Regions from separate parts of the Triticum aestivum genome. Here region 2 is linked to region 1. A link is a contact called in public Hi-C data. All regions are on one chromosome and are shown on one strand. The core of a region is the stretch at or near the end of the contact, and the rest is flanking DNA. Distances in the headings are between cores, read along the strand shown.

Region 1 (4,485 bases), core at 1,691-4,190:
ACAGAGTTTGCATAGATCATTGTGAGGCCATCCTCTCGCGTGCAATCAATCGGTCGCCCAGTTCCTATTTTGCAGCAAAACACGTGTAAAACCTCACTTTTCCTTCCATCTTACATGTCCACACCCTTGCCGATCCCGATTGTTCAATCTTTGCCAGAAACTAAGCCTCATAAGCTGAGTGTGTGGTGTAGGCCCCATTGACAGTGAGATTCCAAACGATGGTGTCTTTCTCCGCCAACAAATTGATCATTTGCACCCCTTTCCATAATTTGACAAACTGAGCCAACCGCTCCTTATTGTCCATTCTTTGGAGCCCTTGCATCCACCTTCCAGTATGCAACCCATCCTTAACTGTAACTTTCTTGAACCTTGCCTATTTGAACAATTTATGAGCCACTATATTTGGTGCCTCACTGTTAAACCATTGGCCTTTCCAGAAACTTGCAATGCTCCCATCTCCCAACTGAATTTTAGTGCAATTGTAGAACAACTGCCTATTTGTGTCATCACATGATGTTGCAAATCCTTTCCATGGTCTGTTCCCTTCATGCCAACGGAATCCCAATGTATCTGCATGGCTCGACTGAAGCATTCAATGTTCTTGATTCCCAATCCCCCATATCTTCCAGGCGAGCAAACTTGTTCCAGTTGACCAAACTTTTCCCACAAGTGACTTCAGGCATCTATGGTTTTCATGCCTCCGGCCAGCTCGTCTCCTGTGGCCTTAGGCCCATAGAGGCATGGTGGATCCTGGGCCCTTACCAGTCGAAGGGCTCCTACTTTGCTTTTATGTGTTTTCTAATCTGTTTAGGTTTTGTGTCCTACTCAAAAAGGTGAGGCGGCGACGGCTCTCTGAAGATGGGATAAAGTTCTTTTCACGACACTCCATCCCAGTGGTGCATCCCACGTCATTGGAGGGCGCGTGGAGGGTTGTCTCCGGTGGATCTTGCGGAATTTGGTCGGTGTTTGTCTTTGGTGAATCTGCATGGATCCGGTCTTCCTTCATCTGCATTTGTGTGTCTCTAAGTTGGATCTTTCTAATCTACGCTTCTCCCCATTGGCGATGGTTGCTACTCTAGTCCTTTGGGGTCTTAGCATGACGACTTTTCGACTGTCTACTATAACAAGGGTTGCCCTGCTTTGGTGGGTGAGGGGCGATGACGGCTCACTCCAATGATTGTACTTGACGCTAGGTGGTCTATTGACATTGGATGTATTTTTTTTATTTTGGTACTTTTTGTACTGCCATGATGTTTGATGAATAGATTGGAAGTTTTTCCTTGAAAAAAAAGCTTAGACCTGGATACTTGTATAAGAAAAATAGGACTGAATATTGGTTGGTTTTCATAGGACATAGCCCACTTTCCCCGTATGTTCGTTTGCACATGTGCGGACACAAAAAAGATTGCCCAATGAGGTTTCCAAACTTGTTCCAAATATCCAGAAGATCTATGAATGCCCAATTCAAACCCATACGTGAGGAAACGGGGTTGCCCGGACATGTCCGGGCTGTCAGGTTGGACACGCGTGCCCTACCCAAAACCCCACCCCGAGGCACACCCATTCCATTTACCCCCGAATCCCTCCCCTTCTGCCTGATTTCCTGTTGGAGCCCTCCGCTAAAACCATAAGTTTTCCCCGGTTGTCCTCTTTGTTCGCCACACTTCACCAACCTCACCTTCGTCATGTCGCCACCCTCTCTTTCTTGCCATGTTTCCCTTCAGACCACCAAGAGGGTTGCCCGTCTCCGCATTGATCCGCCATGCCATGGAGCACCGCCCCTAGCGTTGCCCTCACTCGCGAGGAGTGTGTCGCCTAAAGCTAAGGAGGAGGAAGGGAGCACCGCCCCATGATGCCTCCCGAGCCAAGAGCGAGGTACGCGCCACCCTTCGGGTCACCAAGGAGGAGGAATTCGCTGCCCGTCACCGGGTCGTTGTTGTCCCTGATGTTGCTGAATGCTAGGCTGCCACCCGCCACAACTCCGAGGAGATCATGGCCAATGCCCCTTGATGTCCTATCCGGTGTCGGGATGAACGCATCCCCGCTGCCCGCCGGTACGTTGCCCACAAGGCCGCCGTCGAGGCCAAAGTCCAGGCAACTGATACGGAAGACAACGAGGCGGTCGCCATGGCGCGCTACCACGATGCCCTCTTCTACTTACAACGCGTTGACTCGCAAGTTGCAACGGCCAATGCCACATCCGAGAAGGTCTTTTCAAATACTATCTTATTAGAAGTACTTTGGTAAACTAGTACTACCTCCGTCCAACAATGTAAGACTTTTTTGACACTATGAGATGGAGGGAGTAATTGTGTATGTGCAATGCACGTTAGTATCAAGCAATATATTAATTGTATTCTATATATATATATATATATATATATATATATATATATATATATATATATATATATATATATTAGAAGTATTCCATGTTAATATTAGCAAGATATAAATTGCATGTTAATATTAGGTAGAATACAATTACTTGGCTAATGCTACTAACATTGATATTATGTATTTTGTTTATTAATGGAGGGTGCTAAACGTGTTTAGTGCTAAACATCAGAGCGATGTAGGCCATTGAATAGATGTGGTCGAACGGATGTGATTATTACGTGATGTTTAACATATACAAATGAGATGGATGCCCTTAAAAAAGTAGGAAGTTTAAGACAAGAAGAGATGTGACCGCGCATACGTTCGAACGTGTCCATGACCATATACGATTAGATAAACCCCTGAGATGCCCCTTGTAGTTCCTCACATCTGAAACGATGGTGTCGAAACAAAATAGGGTCGAGCTTTCGATCCGAGCCGTCGATGGATGGATCGGTCGACGGTCCAAGAAACGTGCTTATCCTTGCATTTGCGTGATTGTGGTTATTAATAATCGTACCCGTATACAATTGTTTCCAATCCCCTCCCATTAATGCCCACGGAGAAGGACGCGATCGAACCATCTTCTCTCCCATAAGAGGCGCACCCATCATGCAGAAAGCCATAGCTAGAGAGCTAGGCACCAACTGGCAACCGCCCCCCTAGTATAGTCCGTAGTAGTCGTAGCACCGCCTTCTCCTCATGGAGAAGGCGAGGAGGACGAGTTCACCGTCATGGACGGCCGCCGTGGCTCTGGTGTCCCTCTTTGCGGTCGCCGGCGTGGCCGCGGCGGGGGCGCCGCCGCCGAGGAGGATCCTGGTGGACACGGACATGGACACCGACGACCTCTTCGCGCTGCTCTACATCCTCAAGCAGGACCGCTCCCAATTCGACGTCAAGGTAATTTGGTGCCGTGTCCTCCTCCGTCCCGCTCTCGTGCTGCATGCTATGCGTCGTGGCACTCGTAATCGCCTCCCAGTAATCGATCTCCGATCATCTGTCCTGGTGATTTTTTAAAAATTTTGTATTTGCGAATCAGAATGTTCTGCTGATCGCATCGGCCCGGTCGTGTTCGCTCGTGCATATACGTTACCTTTTGGTGGAAAACGGCCGCTGGATCTCTCCATCGTCGTATGCATGCGCGCGTGCGCCGGCTCGAATGATTGTTTGCATTGTCGACATTGCCGATTAGTTAATTATAGGTTTGTAAAAGGAGAGGCGGTTTACACTCTTCTCAGAGAGAGAAAGAGGAAGGCGTTCAATCTTTGGAGAGGAAAAGAGGAAGCCATTTAGATAGGACAACGATGGCGCATCTTGGCCTTTGACTGCGTCGGATTTTCTCTCCCTCTCTAGACTCTACTAGTAGTAGTGCATTACTCTGATAAGTTGTGATGTGAACGTACGTACACTGTGCGTAGGCCATTACCATCAGCGCCAACGCATGGATCGACGCCGGCCACGGCGTCGACCAGCTCTACGACATCCTCTACATGATGGGCCGCGACGACATTGCCGTCGGCGTCGGCGGCGACGGCGGCATATCGGAGGCTGGAGAGATACACCCCGACGTCGGCGGCTACCTCCCCCTGATAGACCAGGTACGTACTGATCGATGAATCGGCGGCCGGCGAAGCGCCGAAGCCACGAATTACCATTATTAATTTACAAGCTTGCTAAAAAGATTACGTACGGCAGGGCATGTCGACGGTGGGCGGCTGCCGATACCGGCAAGCCGTCCCGCCGGGACGCCGTGGCGGGCGCCTCGACACCGACACCAACGGCGGCCTCCGTAGGGGCTTCCTCCCGCAGGGCCACCGGGGGTACGCGCCGCTCCGGCAGCCCACGGCGCAGCAAGTGATGGTGGACACGGTGTCGGCGGGCCCTACCACGCTGCTCCTCTTTGGGACCCACACCAACGCCGCGCTCCTCCTCATGGCGCACCCGCACCTGAGGCGCAACGTGGAGCGCGTCTACGTCCTCGGCGGCGGCGTAAGGGTGGCGGGGAACCTCTTCACCGCCTACGGCGCCAACCCGTTCGCGGAGTTCAACGTGTTCGGCGACCCCTTCGCCGCCTACCAGGTGCTCCACTCCGGCGTCCCCGTCACG
Region 2 (4,814 bases), core at 27-2,526, 170 kb before region 1:
GAGACATCCTTTTACCAAGAGACATGTCTTCGTTTTGAGAGACATCCTTTCACCAAAGGATGTGTCCTTTAATCAAAGGACATGTCTGTTTGTAGGCCTGACTGCAAGACCCATTGAATTTGATTGATTCTTGATATAACCAAGCGACTACTTTTTTGGGTGATGTGGTTTAACACAGATGTTGTATTAGGAGTCGGTTTTAGAGTAATGGACTGTAGAATTTAATAGTAGTACACGCTACAATATACACACAACCAAGAACCAAAGAAAGTAAATTTACGACATGCATGCGTGCGTCTTTTTTTGACGAGGAAAGCTTGTGTTTGTGTGTGTCTATCTTAATAGGTCTCAAAATAGGATATCAAATTGTCTAGCTAATTACAATCGTACTGAGTCTTGTACCGCTATTTGGCTTCAAAGAGGTTCTCCCTATATAGAGGAGCTCTTGCTAGTAGATTGTAATCCTATTACCTAAGAAATAAAACTCCCATTTTTTCCCCACAGAAAAAAGAATTAAAATAAAAAAATTCCGATGAAGAAGAGAGATGGGGATAGAGGAGCAATCACATATTCTCAAGTCTCCGGTATGGGAGCGGCGACAGCGGCGCGTCGACAATGGTCGTTCCGTGGTCTACGAATCCCGATGTAATTTTTGTTATATTTGAGGTGTCTTGTATTTTCAGTGAATCTTTATAATAAGTCTAATCATTTTCGCCCAGAAAAAAAAAGGATCAAACTCTAGGTTTGACGTCTCGCGTTGTTCCTGTCACCAGCTAGCAAGATATTTGCGATGATTTGGTTAGTTTTAAAGTGTCTCGCAGCTCCTGTATCTAATAATAGTCTTAGGGCCCGCTTGGATTCGGTGTAAGATATTACATCCGGATTTTGTATACACTTGTATTATACCGGCCGCAGCGTGAGTTTCGCCGGGAGAAAAAACGACGCCTAGAGGTCTGTATCGTTTTTACAGGGGTATTGAGAGGCCAAACGCTAATCCAAGCGGAGCCTTAAGTGTGAATCCGCGCATACGATGGCGTAGGTGTACTCGGGATTTTGAGATAGTGAGCAGTCACGGTCGACCCAGAGATGCACAATCAGCGTTTTTCTCTAATGAAATCCTCCGGATCGATGAAGTCAATGGCTTTGCCGAGAAAAGAAAGGAAGAAAGATGTACATGCAGTCAAATGGTAACGTGCCTGTCCCTATACGCGTGACAGCGCGCCGAGAAGGTCGTCGGCTCGGTGAACCCCGCGTGTCCCGGCCAATTTGCTGGATCGGTCGAGTCATTTTCGGCCTCTCCACGAGACCAACACAGAGGTGGACTGCAGACCGGAGGTCCAGCCGTGGGGGTCCGGGACGGTCGCTCCTGCCGCAAAATGCAAATGCAAGAGACGAGGAGATGAGGCATAGGCCACCACGGAAGTTGGAAAACGACCACGACCGATATATTGGTCCCGAGCCCCGCATGTCCATACGATAGATGGACCCCCCGCCCCCGTCCTCATGAAAACGTGTGTCTCATGCCACCCGTACCATCACAAACCGATCGACGTCTCATCGTCTCATCGAGGCCAAAAAAAAAACAAACAAGAAATTAAGCTTAGGCCTGGATCTTGAACAAATTTTCTCCTCCCCACGAGTGACTTCATTTTGATCTATTTTTGGCGTGAACAGCGGGAACTCTGCCTTTGCATTATAGAAGAACAGAAGTCATACAAATTTGAATTGACAACCAGAAAATTCCGGGCGAATTACCCACTCAACACCAGCCTTCAAAACAAAATCATTACATCCCAAACCCAGAGTGGGTACCCTCATCGTAGCCTCGCTGAAACACTTGACGTTCTCCTTGACCAATGCCGTCAGCACGAGTGTCGTCAAATCCTTTTGCTCGAAAACCCTCTGATTCTGTTTTTTTTTTTGCAGAAATAAAACTTCCATTACTCAATCACCGACGTATTACAATCATCGGATGCTATTCCTAGGACCTCCGGAGGACCTGCTCCAAGCCAGGTCATAGTTCTACCAGAAGACATAGCATAGTTCGCCAGCCAAGCACTAGCTTTATTTTGAGAAATACTACCAAAGGAGATACAAGAATTACAGCTACCAATTAGCTGCTTAATGTCAAACACCAAGTGGGCGTATATTGATCTATCAACTTTCGTGCTGTTGGTCATCTTCACTACACTCTTCGACCCCAACTCAATTTGTATGGCTGTATTGTTCCTCTGGAGCGCAGTGGTGAGGCCCTCCTTACATGCACTTAGTTCTGCTTCTAACACATCTCGGCACAAGTTTAGCTTCCTGCACAAAGAAAAAATAATGGCGCCATCTTCATTCCTAAGAATCGCTCCTGCACCTGCTCCTCCAGCAACACCATATGAACCAGCACAATTCAACTTCATCCATCCCCTCGCCGGAGGCATCCATCTAGAGCCATATTTAGTTGGCGAGCTAGTATTTCTGTCGACATCAGAGGAAAAGGAGATCAATGCCTTTCCCTTCCTTGGGTCAACATTCTGGTTAAGTTCAATGCCAAGAATCGAATCCAAATAACTCTCAAGAAACCGAGCTGAAACTTCTAGCGGTGGAGGAGGTTTATTGTGTACCACTTTGTTCCGAACGAACCATATCCTCCAGAGAGTCATCAACAACATGCATCTTGCAATACGATCTAACGGCTCCAGTGTGTGAAGTAGCCATTCTTTCCCTGTTTTTTAATTGAACGCATCTCTGGCAAGGTCCAAACCGTAGCCATCTTTGCATATAACTGCCTGCCACCAGGGCAGACTAAAAAGGGGTGAAAATTATCCTCAACTTCCCTTGCACAAATAGGGCACTCCCCGTATATTTCCAGCCCGATTCTATTTTTCTTCTGCCAAGTAGGCAGTGAGTTTGTAGCCAGTCTCCAAGCAAAATTCCACACTGTCGGGGGTATATCACACGACCAAATATAATTCCAGCAGGCTCGCCCTCCTGAAGGGTTAGTGCTCGATGAAACTGCTGCCTCTCTATGGGCTTCTTCAAATCCTAGATCATACGCGCTCTTGACAGAAAACTGTCCCAACTTCCCGGGTCCCCAAGCCAGCCAACCCTCCATGCCAGGACTCGTACATATCTTTACAATTTCAGACACATCCGCCATAGCGAAGAACTTCCTCAACAATGCATAGTTCCATGATCAGTCCTTCGTTAGTAGGCCCGACACAAATCTTATACGGCATCTCCCCTGCAGAGAGAAGGGTTTATACAAGAATGGTCTCTGTATCCAATTGTCCCTCCATATACGTATACTTTTCCCATTCCCCACTCACCATAACAGCCCCTTCTTCAATAATTCTAACCCGTAGCTTATTGCATGCCAAGTGGAGGATGCATTACCTGTAAAAACCGTGTCTTCAAGCCTCCCATTGGGATAATATCTAGCTTTGATTACCTGGGAACACAAGCTTTCTGGTTTTGAAATTAATCTCCACGTTTGTCGAGCTAACAGAGCTTGATTAAACAACCAGAAATCCCGAAAGCCCGCTCCCCTTTGTTCTTCGGTTGCATAAGATTGTCCCAACTCCTCCAATGGACTTTCCATTTCCCTCTTGCAGCCCCCAATAAAAGTTCCTTACCATCCTGGTAAGATAATCACAAACCAAAAGAGGCATCTTGAAAACTCCCATGACATATGTTGGTAATATTGGGGAACATAGTAATTTCAAAAAAATTCCTACGCACACGTAAGATCATGGCGATGCATAGGAACGAGAGGGGAGAGTGTTGTCTACATACCCTCGTAGACCGTAAGTGGAAGCGTTATGACAACGCAGTTGATGTAGTCGTGCGTCTTCACGATCGACCGATCCTCAGTACCGGACGTACGACACCTACACGTTCAGCACACGTCCAGCTCGGTGACGTCCCGTGAACTCACGTTCCAGTAGAGCTTCGGGGAAGAGCTTCGTCAGCACGACGGCATGGTGACGATGTTGATGAAGCTACAGATGAAGGGCTTCGCCTAAGCACCGCTACGATATGATCAAGGTGGATTATGGTGGAGGGGGGCACCACACACGGCTAAGAAAGATCAATGATCAACTTGTGTGTTCTAGGGTGCCCCTGCCCCCGTATATAAAGGAGCAAGGGGGAAGCCGGCCGGCCCTTGCAGGGCGCGCTAGGAGGAGGAGTCCTCCTCCTAGTAGGAGTAGGAAAGGGGACTCCCCTTTCCTACTCCTACTAGGAGGGGGAAAGGAAGTAGGAGAGGGAGAAGGAAAGGGGGGCGCCGCCCCACCTCCCTAGTCCAATTCGGACCAGAGGGGAGGAGGCGCGCGACCTGCCATCGCCCGCCCTCTCTCTCTCCACTAAGGCCCACATGTCCCATTACTTCTCGGGGGGGGGGGGGGGGAGGGGGTTACGGTAACCCTCCGGCACTCCGGTTTTCTCCGAAATCACCCGGAACACTTCCGGTATCCGAATATAGTCGTCCAATATATCAATCTTTATGTCTTGACCATTTCGAGACTCCTCATCATGTCTGCGATCACATCCGGGACTCCAAACTACATTCGGTACATCAAATCACATAAACTCATAATACCGACCGTCACAGAACTTTAAGCATGCGGACCCTACTGGTTCGAGAACTATGTAGACATGACCGAGACATGTCTTCGGTCAATAACCAATAGCGGAACCAAGATGCTCATATTGGTTCCTACATATTCTACGAAGATCTTTATCGGTCAAACCGCATAACAACATACATTGTTCCCTTTGTCATCGGTATGTTACTTGCCCGAGATTCGATCGTCAGTATCTCAATA

The links. Hi-C and Micro-C count contacts between places; a contact is called where the count stands out from the background.
Region 2: a contact with region 1 is called in a Hi-C map of leaf, with 5 times the contacts expected there. The contact joins the enhancer-like site here to the promoter of LOC123055280 in region 1. A contact is called at or near these places in 4 of 5 Hi-C or Micro-C datasets (leaf and an unstated tissue) and 1 of 1 datasets of contacts at active chromatin or transcription factors (leaf).

Annotation. Positions count from the first base shown.
Region 1 is chr1A:447,742,274-447,746,758 of IWGSC CS RefSeq v2.1, reverse strand. LOC123055280 reads left to right here and starts at 2,940. Exons shown (of 10, transcript XM_044479278.1): 1 at 2,940-3,279; 2 at 3,798-3,977; 3 at 4,075-4,485. The coding sequence starts at 3,082.
Region 2 is chr1A:447,906,638-447,911,451 of IWGSC CS RefSeq v2.1, reverse strand. No RefSeq gene overlaps it. Among protein-coding and RNA genes, the nearest start is that of LOC123055288, 28 kb to the left of the region's middle. Within about 2 kb of position 1,276, at least 1 of the 8 cell types and tissues checked has an H3K27ac peak or open chromatin away from gene starts, as enhancers often do. A contact at or near this core is called in leaf, where this site is marked.